2 separate regions of the Mus musculus genome follow, and region 2 is linked to region 1. A link is a contact called in public Hi-C data. All regions are on one chromosome and are shown on one strand. Each heading gives the region's core, a stretch centred on a gene start, on an enhancer-like site or on the middle of the called end of the contact. The rest is flanking DNA. Distances are from core to core; before and after follow the strand shown.

What was found. A called contact is a pair of places that touch in the nucleus more often than the background predicts.
Region 2: a contact with region 1 is called in a Hi-C map of double positive thymocytes, with 4 times the contacts expected there. The contact joins two enhancer-like sites. A contact is called at or near these places in 3 of 39 promoter capture datasets (the C10 cell line, the HPC-7 cell line and cranial neural crest), 1 of 15 datasets of contacts at CTCF or cohesin (embryonic stem cells), 49 of 484 Hi-C or Micro-C datasets (8-cell embryo, the AML12 cell line, B cells and 29 more), 12 of 115 datasets of contacts at active chromatin or transcription factors (T-cell acute lymphoblastic leukemia, astrocytes, bone marrow-derived dendritic cells and 4 more) and 2 of 9 other capture datasets (macrophages and pancreatic islet).

The regions. Positions count from the first base shown.
Region 1 is chr6:34,038,944-34,044,982 of GRCm38.p6, forward strand. It overlaps Lrguk (leucine-rich repeats and guanylate kinase domain containing), which reads left to right. Exons shown (of 20, transcript NM_028886.1): 3 at 365-446; 4 at 4,462-4,562. Among named protein-coding and RNA genes, the nearest start is that of Gm38786, 12 kb to the left of the region's middle. Within about 2 kb of position 2,123, at least 27 of the 459 cell types and tissues checked have an H3K27ac peak or open chromatin away from gene starts, as enhancers often do. A contact at or near this core is called in T-cell acute lymphoblastic leukemia and double positive thymocytes, where this site is marked.
Region 2 is chr6:34,190,089-34,195,448 of GRCm38.p6, forward strand. No RefSeq gene overlaps it. Among named protein-coding and RNA genes, the nearest start is that of Gm32533, 4.4 kb to the right of the region's middle. Within about 2 kb of position 3,858, at least 25 of the 459 cell types and tissues checked have an H3K27ac peak or open chromatin away from gene starts, as enhancers often do. A contact at or near this core is called in T-cell acute lymphoblastic leukemia and double positive thymocytes, where this site is marked.

The sequences.
Region 1 (6,039 bases), core at 873-3,372:
TCTTTTGGTGGGATCTGTAGTCTACTTTGGAGTCCCATTAGTAGAGGGTCTTAGGTTTCATTTCTCTCTTCTATACTTTTTTTTGTTTTGTTTTGTTTTGTTTTGGAGACAGGGTTTCTCTGTGTAGCCCTGGCTGTCTTGGAACTCATTTTGTAGACCAGGCTGGCCTCGAACTCAGAAATCCGCCTGCCTCTGCCTCCCGAGTGCTGGGATTAAAGGCGTGCACCACCACCGCCCGGCTCTTCTATGCTTTTGAAAGAAATTCCGAATTTCTTTCCACCAGTGTTGTTTCTAGATGTTGCAGGAAGGCTCACACAAACAAGAGTGGCCATATTTAAGCCCCTCTCCCTCTTCGTCCCCTCAGCACTGTGAGTTGGTCGACATCAGCATTCTGTGTGGCTATGTCCACCTGCAGAAGTTGAATCTTTCGGGAAACAGAATCGAAGGTACGTGACTGTCGCTTGAGGAGACTGATCGCCGAGCTAGTACAGAAATCTACAGGCTGCATATGGAATTTAATGTAGTTTAATAATACTGAATTTGATGTAAGTGATTTGTAGATCAATTTACATATTGATTCATTGTTGTCCAGGGAGGGAGGCAGGGAGGAAGGGAGTGAGTGAGGGCAATGCCGCCCCCCCCCCCCCCCCCGGCAGACTGTTTGATGATGCCTTTTATTTGTTTTTGTTCATCTCTCATACATCATATCCGGACCGCCATACCTTCCTTTTCCACAGTCTCCTCCCCTCCCCTCCCCTCCCCTCTCTCCCAGGCCCATCCCCCTTGGCCTCCCCAAAGAAAAGATCAGGCCCTCCCGGTATGGACAACACCCTTCAGCTGTATCAGCTCAAATGGATCAGCCTCCCCCCCCCCACCCCCCCCCCACCCCCCGCCTTTGGCTTGCTTTTGCGGTTCCATCCTAGCTAGCTCCTCCTATTTTTAATATCTAAACACCAGGGCTTCCCAGAGTCATTCTTCCCCTCCCCATGTGCTCCACCACCAGCTTTTCTGACCACACCGTCTGCAGGTCCATGTATTTATCAGTAGACTCTCCTTCTTCACACTTAAGGAATGTAGTCCTGTAACTGTCAGGTTTTCTTCATAGCCCGGTTCTTGTTTCTGATTTTCTGATCTTTGATGGAACTGTGTCCATTTTTTCTGTTAGATTCCTAGAGAAACAAGCGAATACTTATTTCTGACCCGCTTTCTCCACTGAGTGTCTTTCTGCTTGCCTCTTGTCTTTTACCTGCCTTAGCAGAAACCCGTAAGGCACCGACAATGGTCTCTCCATTGCAGTTCCCAGCCCCCCTCAGCTGACTCTGATAACCAAAGTCCATGCACTGAGAGCTGGGAAGCACTGTGCTCTTTCAGGTAGCCCTGCTCAAAAGCCTGGTTTGTTGTTTTTCAAGTTTTAATAAACTCACTTTAGGAAACTGCAAACAAATGCATGAGCCGAGAAATGTCTGGGATGAGTACTGAGGCTCCGGCGTAACAAGTGTGACCCTCCCTGTCCCTCTTCCTCCGTGTTACTTCAAAGCAGATCCCAGACTATGAGACGATCCACCCATTAGGAAGGCATTTTAGTGGCGCAGTGGCCTGCCCACCCGATGCCTCCCAGGTTGATTATGCTCTGCCCACCCCATGTGTCCAAGGTTGCTTTTCCACCTTTACTGAAGAAATTGCAGCCTCGTGAGAGGCTCCGACTGTGCTGAATGCCAGAGACTTAGCTCCATGCCCTGACGCTCACGCCACACTTCTCTCTGTGAAGACCACTCCTCTGGTTCTCCATGACCCACTGTATTAATTCATCGGGAGTCTGAGAGTCTGCCACGTGTCAGGATTGCAGAATGGTTTTGTGTGTGTGTGTGTGTGGGGGGGGTACTGACGTCAGTCTTACAAGTATCCTGAGGTAGACCACATTTCGACTTTCAACAGACTCACTTGTGCTAGAGTGGGAGCCGTTAGGACACAGGTTGCTGAACCCCACCTGCAGAGTTTCTGACTCAGTGGAATTGGGGGGAAGGGTTGAGAATTTACATTTGCAGTAAGTGAGGGTGAGGCCAATACTGCTGGTTTAGAACCCTTGGTGTAGACGCAAGGTGCTTCTGCCATCTGGTGGACAAAGAGGTTACTGCACCAAGGAGGGACGACATAGAAGTTAGCAAGCCAGGGACTGTTTCTGTCACAGTGTATGAGTGTCTGTATGTGTGACAGTGAGTGACTGTGTGAGTGTCTTATACAGAGTATGAGATATAGTTACCATCTCGTTGTATCTGTCCAAATATTAGCTGATGCTTCTACTCTAAAACAGATATCCATGCGACTGGCATTAAGGATGAACCCCAGCAGGAGTTCAGGCTCGGTGGAAACTAATAGAATTGAGACAACTTTTAACAGACATGCAGCTGGCTGCAGAATGGGCAGGTTATGGGCTGATAGGTTTATGGGCTGATAGGTATAAACTGTTAAGTGTTTGACTTCCCCATAGGGTTTGTCTCACAGGCAACCTTCCTTGATTGGCCTGTTGACTTCTAACAAAGTGCTAATACCCAGTGAATTACCTACCTCTTTGAGAGGTGCTCGCAACTGCAGTATTGTTTGATCCAGAGAAGTGAAGTAGAAGTTGGTGAGATTTTCTGGCTTCCCAGACTCTTGATCAGGCATATTAACTGGCTTTCTGTTTTGGTGATAAATTCTATGACCAAAGCAACTTACAGAAGAAAGAGTTTATGTTAAGGTTCCAGAGGTTTAGAGCCCATAGTGACAGAGACATCACACAGCAGGCATGGCAACCGCAGTGGGAGCTGAGAGTGGAGAGCTCACATCTGGAACCTCAGGCAGGAAGCAGAGTTGACTGGGGATGGTGTGTGGCTTTTAAAACCTCCAAGCCCTCCCCCAGTGACACACTTCCTACAGCCAGCCCCACCTCCCAAACCTACCCAGACAGCCACCAGCTGGAGAACGAGCATTCAGACACCCAAGACTGGGGGGAATATTTCCCACTCAAACCCTCACAAAATGTAGGATGGCAGAGCCATCTCTCACTGCCCGCCAATCCTGCCCAAGACAGCTGGTATGCCCGCCTCTCTGCGTGTGTCTGTGTCACTTGGCCTGGCTTTGCCTGCGGTTGGCACGACTGTCCTTGATTTGTCGTTTCCTTCAGACTGAGAGAGAAAGAGGGTGCTATCACCACACCTCTTTCTGGTGGAGAACAAGTCTCTTATACAGACAAGGCTAGAACGTCTACTGTGTGGATTCTTTCATTCTGGTGCCCAGGAATACTGGGCTGCAACAAAGAATGGCAAACGCTGGCTCCCAGCCCCAGCTCGCCTGTAATTCCGTTACACGTGAACTCCGTTAGCGCAGAGTTCTCCTTAGCGTCACGTTTGGGGCTACCTGCGTGGGATAAAATGCCGAGCTCAGATGTGAGTTTGAACCAATCCGGAGTCAAGGCACAATAACAAGCAATGCTCTAAATCACCTCGAATAATTAATGAGATTTAGGATTAAGTCCAACTACAACAAAATTGAATTTGCAACTGAGACTTCCCTAATTGTGGTATTTCCAATCTTCTGAAAAGACCTAATTCAGTCATTTAGGAGCTAATTATCAAGAGGATTATCTAAGGCTTTACAGTCTCTCATCCCTTCCTGTAAGGCTGGTAATATTTGAAGTCCTCAGGGGTTAGCAGATTGTGGGAAAAATAAGCGGGGCCATGCAAGGGGCTGCAGCCACTGGCTACCCGGGCATCCTAGAGATACAGGAGATGGAGGGAGTGGGTAGGGCCTAGAGGAGAAAGAGGAACCACTGGTTCTTTAAGTCAGCTCAGATTGTGTTGGGTACTATTAGGACACATCAGAACAAAGTGTGCCCTGTGGTTCCTCTACCTCTTATTTACCCTCTGCCTTCCCCTAGACCCCAGACGTGCCTGCTTTGGTCTGTCCTACACTTTAAAAAGTACTTCACGGGATGGAGAGATGGCTCAGCGCTTAAGAGCACTGACTGCTCTTCCAGAGGTCCTGAGTTCAATTCCCAACAACCACATGATGGCTCACAACCATCTGTAATGGGATCTGATGCCCTCTTCTGGTGTGCCTGAAGATAGCTACAGTGTTCTCAGATACATAAAATAAATAAATATATCTTTGAGAAAAAAAGTACTTCACACATTCCTGATTTTATTAATTTGACTCAGCTGAAATATTAGAGATGTGTTTGTACCCGTTAAAATTTATGCCGACATGGGCCAGGTGTGGTAGTACAGTCCTTTGATCCCAGCACTTGGAAGTCAGAGGCAGGCAGATTCCTCTAAGTTCTAGGTCAGCCTGGTCTACAGGGAGTTCCAGGACAGCCAGGGCTACACAGTGAGATCCTGTCTGGGGGAAAAATATATGTGTTCTGATATAACGTGCTTAATGGCTTTTCCCAGTATCTTATTGGTTTGCTGTTTTTGCCCCCAGATTTGTCTTGTGTGAGCTGCATGCCGTATCTTCTAGAACTAAATGCTTCTCAGAACAAGCTGACTACCTTCTTCAATTTCAAACCACCCCAAAATCTCAAGGTATACTTATCAGTACACTAATCACATCCGGTAAGTGGTTGCCACCGCACTTGAACGATGTAGAGAGAGCTAACGGAGAGGGCAGATGCAGACTACGAGTATGGGTGTCTCTGCATTGGAACACAGACAAGTGTCTGTATAGCCGGCCTTGCCAAAAGATGCTCCAGCAACATAACCTCGAGAGCTTTGCTGAAAACTTATGTTCAAAGAGCAGCTTCCTTCTGTTTTCTTGGACATATGTCTTGTCCCGTCCCGTCCCGTCCCGTCTCCTCTCCTTTCCTCTCCTCTCCTCTCCTCTCCTCTCCTCTCCTCTCCTCTCCTCTTTTCTTTTCTTTTCTTTTCTTTTCTTTTCTTTTTGGATTTTCAAGACAGGGTTTCTCGGTGTAGCTCTGGTTGTCCTGGAACTCACTCTGTAGACCAGGCTGGCCTCAAACTTGTAGAACTCTGCCTGCCTCTGCCTTCCAAGTGACTGAGACTAAAGGTGTTCACCACCACTGCCCACCCATTTTACTTTCTTAGGTTAAAAATAGGATTTTAATTGATTATTATTTCTTTGGTTTGGAGACGTAGGTCTTGTTGTGCAGTTCCAGTTGGCCTTGAACTCCTTCCCTTCCTGCCTCAGGCTCCCGGAAGCTGGGAGCTCAGGCATGAGCCACCACACACAGCACCTTTGCTCTAAGTAGCCATGGCTGTTGTGTTTCTTTTGTTACAGCAGCATAAGTCTATCTGAAAAAGTGATAATGTTTTCCTCTTGCCTATCCAACTTTGGCTTTTTAGTGAAACGATGCTTTTATTACGAGTCGGCTGGCTCGGCCCAGATAGTCATCACGTTCAGCAGTGCAGGCTCTCTCAGTCTGGCTGCTTTTGTTCCCCTCAGTGTTTGACGGCAGCCTGCAGCACGGCACACGTGGGAACAGCAGCATACAGCACCCTGTGCTGTTAGAGCCCCTGCAAGCCTTGTGTAGGCTCCCGTGTAGCCTGGGAGGTCAGACCTCCATAGAGAGCCTTTGGCAGCAGTTGGCACCGCAGCTTCCAGTAAGGCCTGGTTAGCAGGGTTTCTCTCAGCCTTTGACAGTGACTAGTGCTAGAATTCCAGGGCATGTGGTAGCTGACTCTGGACCCTAAAGACTTGACAGGGCTCTGGAACTCTTCAGTGACAGTGGCCAGCTGTTTCCATTCTCTGGCTCTTCCAGCCTTCCAGTCTCTGTCGGCTTCAGCCTCTGTTCCCTGTCTCCCCTAGTTTCTTTGGTCACCCTATTCCTGCTCTGACCATTCTCTCAGCCGGCCATGCTGCCTCTTCTTCAGCGATCAAGCAGCCTGATGCCCACATGACTGCCACCTTTTGTCACTTGGCTCGTTAGCTGTACAGCAATTGCTGCCATTGCTTTGATGCTTCTTCTAATATTGCTGCTCCCTGTCTCTGTTGCTGCGTTCTTCACGTCCCTGGCTCACCCCCAGCAAAGACTTTGTTGGGCCT
Region 2 (5,360 bases), core at 2,608-5,107, 150 kb after region 1:
TTTCTGTGAGTGGAACATCCCAGACGTAAGGCTCTTCAGGTCTTACAGGGTCAAGGATTGACACTTATGAGCTGACAGAGACCATTCTCACTATACATTATAGTCATCAACCAAAAGAAAGCAACACAGGCTTGCCCACGGGCCAGTCTGGTGAAAGTACTTTCTCAGTTGAGCTTCCCTCTTCCAAGATGACTCTAACTTGTGTAAAATAGACTTGAAACAGTCTGCACGACCATATCTTTGGGTAGTTATCCTAAGGCAGAGGTTCTCAACCTGTGGAACATGACCCCTTTGGGGATTGTATAGTCTATATTTTGCATAAAAGATACTTACCTTATGATTCATAACAGTAAAAAAAACTACAAGAAGGTTGAACAGCATATGAGATGCATTCAGATTTTGGTTGAAATTTATTTAATGATTAGGAGGATTAAACATCTGTTCATTTACTTATGAATCAAATATTGGTCACATACAGAAATATCTGTTCAAATTGTTCTTTGACTTTACATTTAGAAGCACAGTAAAGAACAAATTCTTTAGGTTGATGGTGTCTGAACTCTGATTAGTCTCTAAGCAGCAGAACTAAAAGGAGCAGGAGGCCGTCTCAGAACACCCTTCACTTGACACTTGCCCTAGTGTGTTAACCTTTTATGTTGATGAATCTTCTTATTTTTTCTTTGCTAAAAAAAAATCATAAATTTGCTCATAATTCAACAGTGCAAAGTCAAAAAGACATAAAAATGTAATAGGTTTGTCTTAGGGTTTTACTGCTGGGAGCAGACACCATGACCAAGGCAAGTCTTATAAACAACATTTAATTGGGGCTGGCTTACAGGTTCAGAGGTTCAGTCCATCATCATCAAGGTGCAAGCATGGCAGCATCCAGGCAGGCATGGTGCAGGCAGAGCTGAGTTCTACATCTTCATCTGAAGGCTGCTAGGAGAAGACTGGCTTCCAGGCAGCTAGGATTGGGGATCTTAAAGCCCATGTCCCAGAAACACACCTACTCCAACACATCTCCAAATAGTGCCACTCCCTGGGCCAAGCATATTCAAACCATGACAAGGTTAAAATTGTAAGCCCTTCCCTTGAAACTCAACAACTCAACTAACTACCTTCCTTACATACTTCTGCCGTTCCTGAGTTTTGTGCATTTCTCTCATTAGCTAATAGGCAGAGATACATTTTTTAAACACAAATATTTTTCCTTAATCTGTCTTGGAAACTGTTCCATATTAGCCTGGTGATGGTTCCATATTAGCCTGGTGATGGTGCCACCAGCTCCTTTGGCTTTCTAGACATCATCTTACCGTGTAGCCTTAGCTGGAACTTGCTGTGTGAACCAGACTAGGCTTGAATTGCAGCAAATCTTCTGGCAAGCCTCCTACCGACCTCTGTCTGCTGTGTGCTGGGATAACGGATGTGAGCCACCACACCAGGTCCCGCGTTTCTCTTCTTAACATCTGAAAGTGTTCGGTTCGTGGACGTGGCATCTTCTATTCAGCCACATCCAAGGTCTATTCTCTTGGATGTTTAGGCTCCCCAGTGTCTTGCCATAATGAATGCCAATATGTTGAATAGCACTGTATTCTTAAGCAAACTAAATGGGTGTGTCACCAGAAAATTTGGAGAATCCCAACTCAGCCTCCAAATGATACCAGGAAAGTGAGGGTCCCTTTTTGAGATTCTTAGTCTCATTAGTAACAGAGTTTAAGAATAGACTCTAATGGAAGATTGAGCCCAATTTATTAGAGTCTAAAAGGAAAAGCCTAGAGCAGGTAAACTGTCAATCTCACAGTTGCCTAGAGGTGGGGGGAGGGAGGGGAACGGAGGCATAGTATGGAAAAGAGAAGGAAAACAACAACAACCATATTGTTTGAAAAGAGGGGAACAGAGGTCAGTCACATGGTTGGAGGGGAGCTTTAGAGAAAGAGTAAGGAAGCCCAGAGTTGTGGAAAGCCGGTACGTGCTGCGAGCAATCGCATGTGTGCCGCCAGTAATCTCTGAGGAGAGCTGTGTGTGCCGCGAGCAATCGCCATTATAAGATGGCGTGGGCCTCCGCTGTGCCTAACTAGTAAACAAGCTTTGTACGCAGGTGCAAGAGTGAATTCACTCCTAGTCACTCCCATTCTCGGGGTGTAATAGTGGGGTGATGGGCAAGCAACGAATCGGGAGCTGTCACGCCATATCAGGTGCTGAAACGTCACGCTGCGGGTTATAAAAGCAGCGCCATTTTCCCGGTTCGGAATCTTCCTGAGAAGCAAGCAATAAAGCTTTTGCCGCGGAAGATTCTGGTTTGTTGCGTCTTTCTTGCCGGTCGAGCGGGACGCAATACAGAGTATTGAGGAGACCACAGTGGGCTCTGACCAGCATCCGAAAGAAAAAGACAGACGAGATGGGTGGGGTGGGGGAAGTGGGGATGGGAGTGGGGTGCAGACCCACAGGAACCTCACAGGGGCTCACAGGGTTGCCCCTAGTGTGGCAAAAATTCTGGGAAGAAAATCTATGTTATCCTCAGAGGAACCCTCCCACCTAGGGGGCGTTTCTGCCTTGTTAGATTAACTGGAGAAAAGGTCACTCCTCCACCTAGAGATAGAGTCCCGTGTTTTATTACAGCAGGGAGACAGCAAGCCATTTGTTAGCGGTAAAGCTAAGCGAAGTTAATCACCTCACCTATGTTTGTGTTCCTCACAAGTGTTAATAGCATTAATTCTCTCTCCTCTCTCCCTGCCCTTCTCCCTCTCCCTCTTCCCCTCACCCCCGTATGTGTGTGTGTCTGTGTGTATACATGTGTGGGCATATGGTGTGTGTGAGTGCACACATGTACCGCGGCATACTTGTGGAGGTCAGTGGCCAGCTCCAGGTGCCTGGATTCCACCTTGCTTGAAACACAGTCTCTTGTTCCCGCTCTGCAGGCCTGGCTAGCTGGCCTGAGTTTTGGTGGAGTCTTACTCTGTCTCTCATCCCTCAGTAGGAGGATGCTGGGAATGTGTGCTACCTTGTCTGTTTTTTTCCATGGGTTCTGGACATTGGAACTCAGGTCGTCATACAGGCATGGTAAACACTCTGCCCACAGAGCCATCTTCCCAGGCCAGCAATAACTTTCAAAGATTCTCAAGGCCAAGTGTAAGGGAGTAGATACTTTACCCAAGACAGGAGTGGTGGCAGCTGCCTTTGACCCCAGCACTCAGCAGGCAGAGGCAGGAGGATCTCTTTGAGTCTGAAGACAGCCTGAGCCACGTAGAGAAAGCCTATCTCAAAAAGAAAAAAAAATTAGTCTTGGAGCTGGAGAGTTGGCTCAGTGATTAAGAGCTCTTACTGTTCTTGCAGGTTCAAGGCCCAGCTCTGTGACTTCTGGAAAACCACCCATATATACAAAATAATAAAATAAATCTTTAGAAAATATAAAAAACAACAACAAAGCAATAGTTTAATACTTGTGCACAACAAAATATAACACACTATATACCATAAAATTGCGATTATATACCATCAAAATGATTCTTTAAAGATTGAATGCCACTAGCAACGAGCTCATGCTAACTGAGGAAGAGTTTCCCGATCATAAATCTATTTTAGAACTGAAATTCATTGTACTGAAATCACCCTGAGTGAAAACACCCACACCCTCACCTGTTTGAGCGAATATTCAGTACACTGAGCACAGCTGAGTATGTTGCGTACTCACCTCGGGCAGTTTTGGGCATCCGTTATTAGTGGGGTGGTCCTTACTAGGCTATTCAACCAAGCACCCCAGACCACAAGCCCCCATTCTTCCAGGAAGCCTGCACTGCTGGATGGTGACCCATTCATGCTCCACCACTGCCCTCTAGTGTCTGGTATGCAATCCCAGCCTAGCATTTACCAGTTTTCTCAGCACAGCTAATGCTCTCTCCATGAGAGCAAGGATGACATTCTGCCCCTGTGTGTGCTCAGCTCCCATCATAATGCCTAACTGAGATGCTCACACATAAACATCTGTATTGTGAATTCATCTCTAACCAAGCAAACGCAGGGAACGGATAGATTCCTAGGTTCCATCATTAAGTTCTTCTAACCCTCTCTGTACCTTTTATTTTTGTCATGTCTCACGCTATTGCTGTGTTTATTATGTTTATCCTCTTGGCCTCTGGCCATCGTCCTTTCTATCTCTCTGCAGCCTGAGCACGTAAGACGGAACTTCAAAATAAGTGAGGGGCAGAGGTCTCCATGGCGTGTGTCTATAGCTTTAGTGATAATCTTTCTTGACAGGCAGGCTGGAAATTCAAAGGCATATTTTGTTTCCCTTTCAGCTCCTGCCTTCTGAATTGAGTTGTAAGTCTGGTGAAAAAGTTACTGCTATTTTGTATGTCTGCAAATCTCACGAAAAGTCTGGCTATGTGGCCAGCCCAAGCATAGGAAATAGAGGGATGTACATTACAGTGTAAGAAATTAATGCACGTTTATTGAAAGGCATAAGAATGGCCCAGAGCATGCCACCATTGGCTTTAGTAATGCTGGCAGAGGTGTAAGCCCTTGTTCTGGCCCTTCTGCACAGCTTACACCCCCTCGGGAGGGATTGTTCATGCACTATCGAGTTTATGGATGGAGACGGTGAGGCTTACAGGGATCAGCAGCTTTCCAAACCTGGCAGCAGGTTGTGAAACTTTCGAAAACCCAGATCTGTTTGATTCCAGTGGCTACATTCATGACAGTTCTAACTGCTGGCCCAAGCGGCCCCTGGCCTCATCATGGCTGAGACTGTCACCCAGGAATCTGGCAAGACTCCTCAATGCACTCCAGCTTGTGGGCTGGTCCCCACCTCCTGCTCTTTCTTGGACAAACTGCTCTCAAGCCATGCTGGGTTCCTTTTGTGACAGCGCCATCTTGGCTGGGAAGACTGGGCTTCTTCTTTCTTTTAATTCTGTGCTTACTATGTTCCTTCCTCGGGGAAGGTCTTTCCTGAGCACCTGAAGTCAGCCTGCTCTGATTTCTTAAAAATGACATTGATAGTCTTAAAAAAAAAACTTTATTCATTTTTATTTTAAATATATATGAGAGTTTCTCTGCATGTAAGTGTACCATGCAGTGCTTATAGACACCAGAAGAGGGCAGCAGATCTCCTGGAATTGAAATGGGAGGCAATTGTGAGCTGTTGTGTGGGTGCTGGGAACAGAACCTGGACCTCTGCTAGAGCCACAGATGATGTTAACCAACAAGTTGTTTCTCCAGGCCCAACCCAATTCTTTTAATTAGTTCTTATGGATAGTCTCTCCCATTTGGTAGTAAGTACCAGTAATTTGGGGTGCACTTCTTATGCCCAAACCTGTGCCTGGCACACCACACCCAGTATCTCCCTGTGCTAGCACATTCATTCC